2 separate regions of the Xenopus laevis genome follow, and region 2 is linked to region 1. A link is a contact called in public Hi-C data. All regions are on one chromosome and are shown on one strand. The core of a region is the stretch at or near the end of the contact, and the rest is flanking DNA. Distances in the headings are between cores, read along the strand shown. Region 1 holds the start of insr.S (insulin receptor S homeolog). Region 2 overlaps insr.S (insulin receptor S homeolog).

Evidence for each region. A called contact is a pair of places that touch in the nucleus more often than the background predicts.
Region 2: a Hi-C map of the XTC cell line shows a contact between it and region 1, with 2.4 times the contacts expected there. The contact joins the enhancer-like site here to the promoter of insr.S in region 1. A contact is called at or near these places in 2 of 4 Hi-C or Micro-C datasets (the XL177 cell line and the XTC cell line).

What each region holds. Positions count from the first base shown.
Region 1 is chr1S:101,786,273-101,788,969 of Xenopus_laevis_v10.1, forward strand. insr.S (insulin receptor S homeolog) reads left to right here and starts at 1,331. Exons shown (of 10, transcript NM_001127868.1): 1 at 1,331-1,477. The coding sequence starts at 1,348.
Region 2 is chr1S:101,826,074-101,828,770 of Xenopus_laevis_v10.1, forward strand. The region is part of intron 2 of insr.S (insulin receptor S homeolog); the gene reads left to right. Among protein-coding and RNA genes, the nearest start is that of insr.S, 40 kb to the left of the region's middle. Within about 2 kb of position 1,373, at least 3 of the 7 cell types and tissues checked have an H3K27ac peak or open chromatin away from gene starts, as enhancers often do.

The DNA.
Region 1 (2,697 bases), core at 81-2,580:
ATATTTTAGTGCAGCCAAACAAATAATACATATTAAATCACCTGTAAGCTCTTGGGTTTAGAACATGCGTATAGCTGCTTTGTCTATATTAGATTGAATATATGTATTTCTAGGCTGTGTTTTCGATCACCCAGCATAAACTGACAATGATAACCAGTAAAACAACTTCAACTTACTTCATCCACTTTTCACAAAGTAGAAGCAATTTATTTAAAAGAAAAAAAAACAGTTTAAAATAAACCCACAAGCCCCAGGCTTTGTTTTGCTTCCAATTCAGACAGTTTTCTCCTAACTGGGTTCTTGCGAGGTGTTATGGTTGTGCTTTGAAGTGTTTGTGAATCAATAGACTAGAAATAGGAGGAAGGGAATCCATTCTGTGAGCGGTGCTCCGGGCCAGGTTTTTACACAAGCCAGTTCTTCTCTCCCAGCTGACTAACAGCTCTTGTTTACTGGTTGGATACTGGCTGGGAAAAGGAGGGGGGAGAGAGACTTTGCAAAGAACTAGTAACATATATGTTCATGGTTATTTTTCTGCACAAGTCTCTCGTTTTTTTACACTTTTTTCCCGTTTATAATCCCCGGGGCGGAGGGAAAACGGAAAAAGGAACGTTGTGCCAGGATTCCAGATCCTACAGAATAAGGAGTTTCTTGCGGCAGTGTCTCGGGGGCTGAAGACACACGGAGCGATCAAGTGTTTGAGGATCATGCACTGGGCCCCATAGAAGATTCCACGCATGCACGACCCCAGCAGCACAGCTTGGCATTGTCCATATTGCGGATACAGCCCGAATTAATCATCCTTAAAGGAAATATTCGCACCCCCTCCTTATTTTGGGGTGGAAACGCGGTTTTATAAGAACACAGGAAAGGAAAATATTTTTCCCTTTTTTTTAACCGATTGAGAAAGTTTTTTTATTTTTCTGGATTTTTTCACTTTTACAGGATTTGAAAAAAAAAAAAAAAAAAGTTCTGTGGCTTGGGGAAAACATACTATACAAGGATTTCTTAACAGTATCCCCAGTTGGATTTTACAAAGAAGAAGACTGGAGTGTTTCCAAACATAATAATATTGTATTTGGAGCGGAAATCTATATTTACATATAAGTCAAGGACTTTATTTTTTTTTCTCCCCTCTACAAGCTGCTTTTATAAACCATGCTTCCTCGGTATCTGAGCTGTCACAACAATCACATCATTAAATAGGGAAGATTCTTTTTGTGCTCTTAGAATATTTCGGTTTTTTTTTTTACCTTGTCCTTGCCCCTTTTTGGTAAGCCAGGCTCCCCCCTATCTGCTGGGAATATAGTAACTACTACTAGGTGGTGGAGCTGAGCTTGACACATTGGCATGGGACAGGGTGTATTGAGGGGTGAGGGGCACCCCAATAATAACCCCAACTGTAAGGTGGGCTGGAAGTCACTTGTGGGAATAGTCACCATTTTTATGCTCATTCTGTGCGACCAAAGCAACGGGAAAAGTGAGTATGATATTTGTTCATATATTACATGTGTGCGCAACCCTACTAGGGAGCCTCCATTTAAATAGCCACCTAGTGATAGGGGGGTTGTTTCTCTCCTTCGTTATTATATGGGACATAGAGACGTCTCTTGCCAGCTGTTGTCGGACTACTACACTACACAGCACCCCTTGTTAAAATGCGGCTCTGGTAGTTGTAATACGATAACAGCAGCAAGTTGTATTTCTGTATTTCAATATAGAAATGTTGCCTCTGCTGTTTTAAGTGGGTTATTGGTAGCACTGTCTTATAAAACAGCGGATTTTAGTGTCCCACTCGGTGAAAGGAAGCGCACGGCTAAAATGGAGGCGCGGTGAACTAGGCCTCCTCTGACTTGCTTTCATTTGATATTGTAAACATGTTGGGGGTGGGGTTGAGGCCTGCAACTGGGGCCACCGCCTACTTGGCGGCAGATAATCGAATTAATAGTGACGTCCCATTCATATACTAATGAGAAACCTTAGTAAATTGTCATCTACGCGAAGTGTTATTTTACAACGTGGAAGTGTTGCCAACTCATCCCGCCCATCCTAATCCGGACGCACAGACAATCCACATGGTGAACGGTTAAGCAGCAATTCGTGTGGATGTGCGTGCTGCTACATGATGGCATATGCTTTCCACGCGAGACACGTCCTGCAGGTTAACCCTTCATCATGGGGATTTTATGGTTGTCAGGTCTTGGTAGAATTCCTAAGGAGCCATGCTTAAAGAGAACCTTACTAGGAGAACGTCAACGTGTGTGTTTGTACTAGGAGGAATAATGCCATGAGGTGGAGACCCCACACTTTGCTCCACTGCATTTCCAGAGACTTTAAGGTCATTGTTTTAAACAACATGACCCAAATCACTTATTTTAGAATTTCCTTTGGTTGGAGAACCGCGGTTAACACTGGGCAAAAACACAACAGAATTATGTCTGTTCCTTTTATCAGATAGGGTTGCCACCTTTTTTTTGGAAAAAAAATACTGGCCTTCCTATATATTTATCTTTTTCCTATTAATAACATTGGGATCAACCATCATTTTTACCGGCAAGGACAGTAAAATACCGGCCTGGTGTCAACCCTAGCTATGGCTAGTATGGTTTACTGTTGCCCCCTTTATAGAATATCCTGTTTGAGTCAGCTGCAAAGTGTTGCTGGCAATCATTTTCAGATGTTGGCAGCTATGTATGGTCT
Region 2 (2,697 bases), core at 123-2,622, 40 kb after region 1:
ACCCATCTTACACCTAGTGTGTCTCCCTCAGCTCTAGGGAGTTCCATGGAGAATAGGGTAGATTTATTTTTGTTCACTGTGAGGCCACTAAAGACACCAAATTTATCAGCTAGTTCCAGTGTGTGGTGAAGGGAGTCCTCATGGTTGTCCAAAAATAACAATACATCATCAAGTATAGGTCAATTATTTCTTCCAACCTACCACATTTTAGGCCTACCACTCGGGACTAGGGACTGGCGGATCATTATAGCATATGGCTCACTAGCTAATGCAAATAATAAGGGAGAGAGGGAGCATCCCTTTGTCTGGTGCCACGGAAGAGGGGGAATGGTTTGGAGAGGATGTTGTTGACCCGGATTTGTGCGACTGGCGCCTGATACAGGAGTTTAATGCATGCTATAAACTGTGGCCCAATCCCAAATTTTCCAGTGCCTTAGCAGCGTCTAATGCCGCCTGGCTTCTGGATCCAGTGTTAGTATGTTGAGTCTGTAGGTGAGAGAATAAGCGTCTGAGGTTAATTGCTGTACTGTTATTCGGCATGAAGCCTGATTGGTCGGGTGTTTTGGTTGGTGTGGAGATGACTGATCTTAAACGACGGGATAGCAGTTTTGCTGGGATTTTAACGTCTGTAATAAATAGTAATAGGCCTAAATGAGTCGCACAGATCTGGGTTTTTGCCCTCCTTATAAGTTATTGCAGAGTAATAAGATTGGGCCCAATAAAGGTTGGGTGGAGTTTGAATTTGGGAGTGAGGTCCTCACTGAGCAGGAGGTACCACGCTGCCGGTAGGCCATCTGGGCCTGGGGTTTTCCCAGAAGCCAGGCTACCTATTGCCTCTGCAAGCTCGCCCACTGTTACAAGACTGTCTAAGTAAGAAGCCTCAGCCTGCCCAAAATGTGGGAATTCAATGCCTGACAAGAACTGGTCTAGCTCAGCGTCTGTACACTCGGCCCTGGAACTGTATAGAACTGTATAAAATTGGCAGATTTGTGGGCTGTTTTCCTCAGGCTCGGATGTATATGCTCTTGAGGCTGTTTGTACTCTAGGAATAAGTGTGTCAGGAAACCCACATAGACATGAGGAAAACATATTAGACAATAAGCTTGCTTGCCCTTAAACACGCAGTCTGAACTTTTAGGCTCTGCTAATACTTCTAAAAGTATGAAATTCCTTTCTCAAAAAGAAAACCTTAATCCTTGGCAATCCAAGAAAACAAAATAGGCAGTGCATGCAGTGCTAGACTTCAGCTGAACAGGAGTTGAAGCAGTTAACCACCAAGCTATTTAGCCTCAGGAATTTTGAGGCCCTGCTTTGCTGCCTGTCTTCCTCTCTCCCACCCCTTCCCTCTGGCTCCTGATATGGTGTTGTGGTGATGTCATGAGGGTCAGCTCACTGCTAGATCAAGAGAGGGGAAACAGCCTCTATGCATGTGCCATAGGGAGCATGAAAAGGGAGGCAGAAGAGCGTAACACAGCTATGATGATACGGCAAGTAACAGACAGAGTGGAAATTGCATAAAATAAAGTAACAGAGTAAAAGACAGTGATATAGAATACAGCCATAGGAAAGAGAAATCAGCGCTGGGCAATGCCAGGTCTAATTTTCAAAACCAGTCAAAGTCAGCTACAAAACCAGCCCAAAACTAATCAAAAGGCACTTTAAAAGTAGCCCAATATGTGCAGGGAAAAAAAGTCTTAAAAAGAAATGAATATATGTGAAAATACGCCTTTTTCAAACTTTCACTGTTTCACAAATTTTTCCATGAACCAAAATGGCACAGATTTGCCTGTCACCAGGTCGGGGCCCAGAAGGTATAGGGGCCCCATAAGGCCCTAATACATATACAATTTCAGTAAATATTAGTAAAACAGGTCAACCTCTAGACATTTTGTGGCCAGCAGATTTTTCCCCCCGAAATTGTCTGAAATTGAGGAAAGGCACCGGAAAATGCAAGAATGCTTAAGAATGACGGGAGACTGGAGTACAGAGCCCAAAATCTGATAACTCCTGACTTCTCACAAGTCAGTCCCATTGCATGTTGGGTATTGTAGTCTTACATTAAACTTGGCAGTGGGCACATTGTTTAACAAAAACTACGTTGCCCAATATGCATTGGGAGATTCAGGCTCGGCACATTAGGGCAAGAAAAAAAGCTAGTTTGTACTCTAAATAACCGTCTGGGCTTTAAATTAGTAGCCCAATTTGGGATGGAAAGCCACTAACCTGGCAACCCTGGACGCGTGCATGGTTTGTACAAACAATGCTTTTCGCAACCGAGTGGGTTAATGACCTTTAAACAGAAAATGTTGGTTGTAGGCATGGAATGTTAGCAGCAAAGATTACTAATCCCAGTGCCCCCTCCTTCCTTCCCCATTACTGCACCTTGCAGCGTGTACCTTTGATGTTGCATTTTCTCTGACCATGAGCCTCACTAACTACAATCTGTATTCCTATACTTCAGGCATACCTCCCAACATTTTGGAAGTAAAAAGAGGGACAAAAAAATTTTTCCCGCACGTAGCGCATCTTTTTTTGACCACACCCCTTTCTGTGGCCACACCCCCTAAGTACCATGTTTGTTTTTACAAAATTTGTCTGGTTATCAAAGTTTGAAAATATTTCTCCTTATCTAAACTGTGTTTTTGTGTCTCAAAATTGTTACAAAGTATCTTATTTGCACCCGTTAACTGTTCTGGG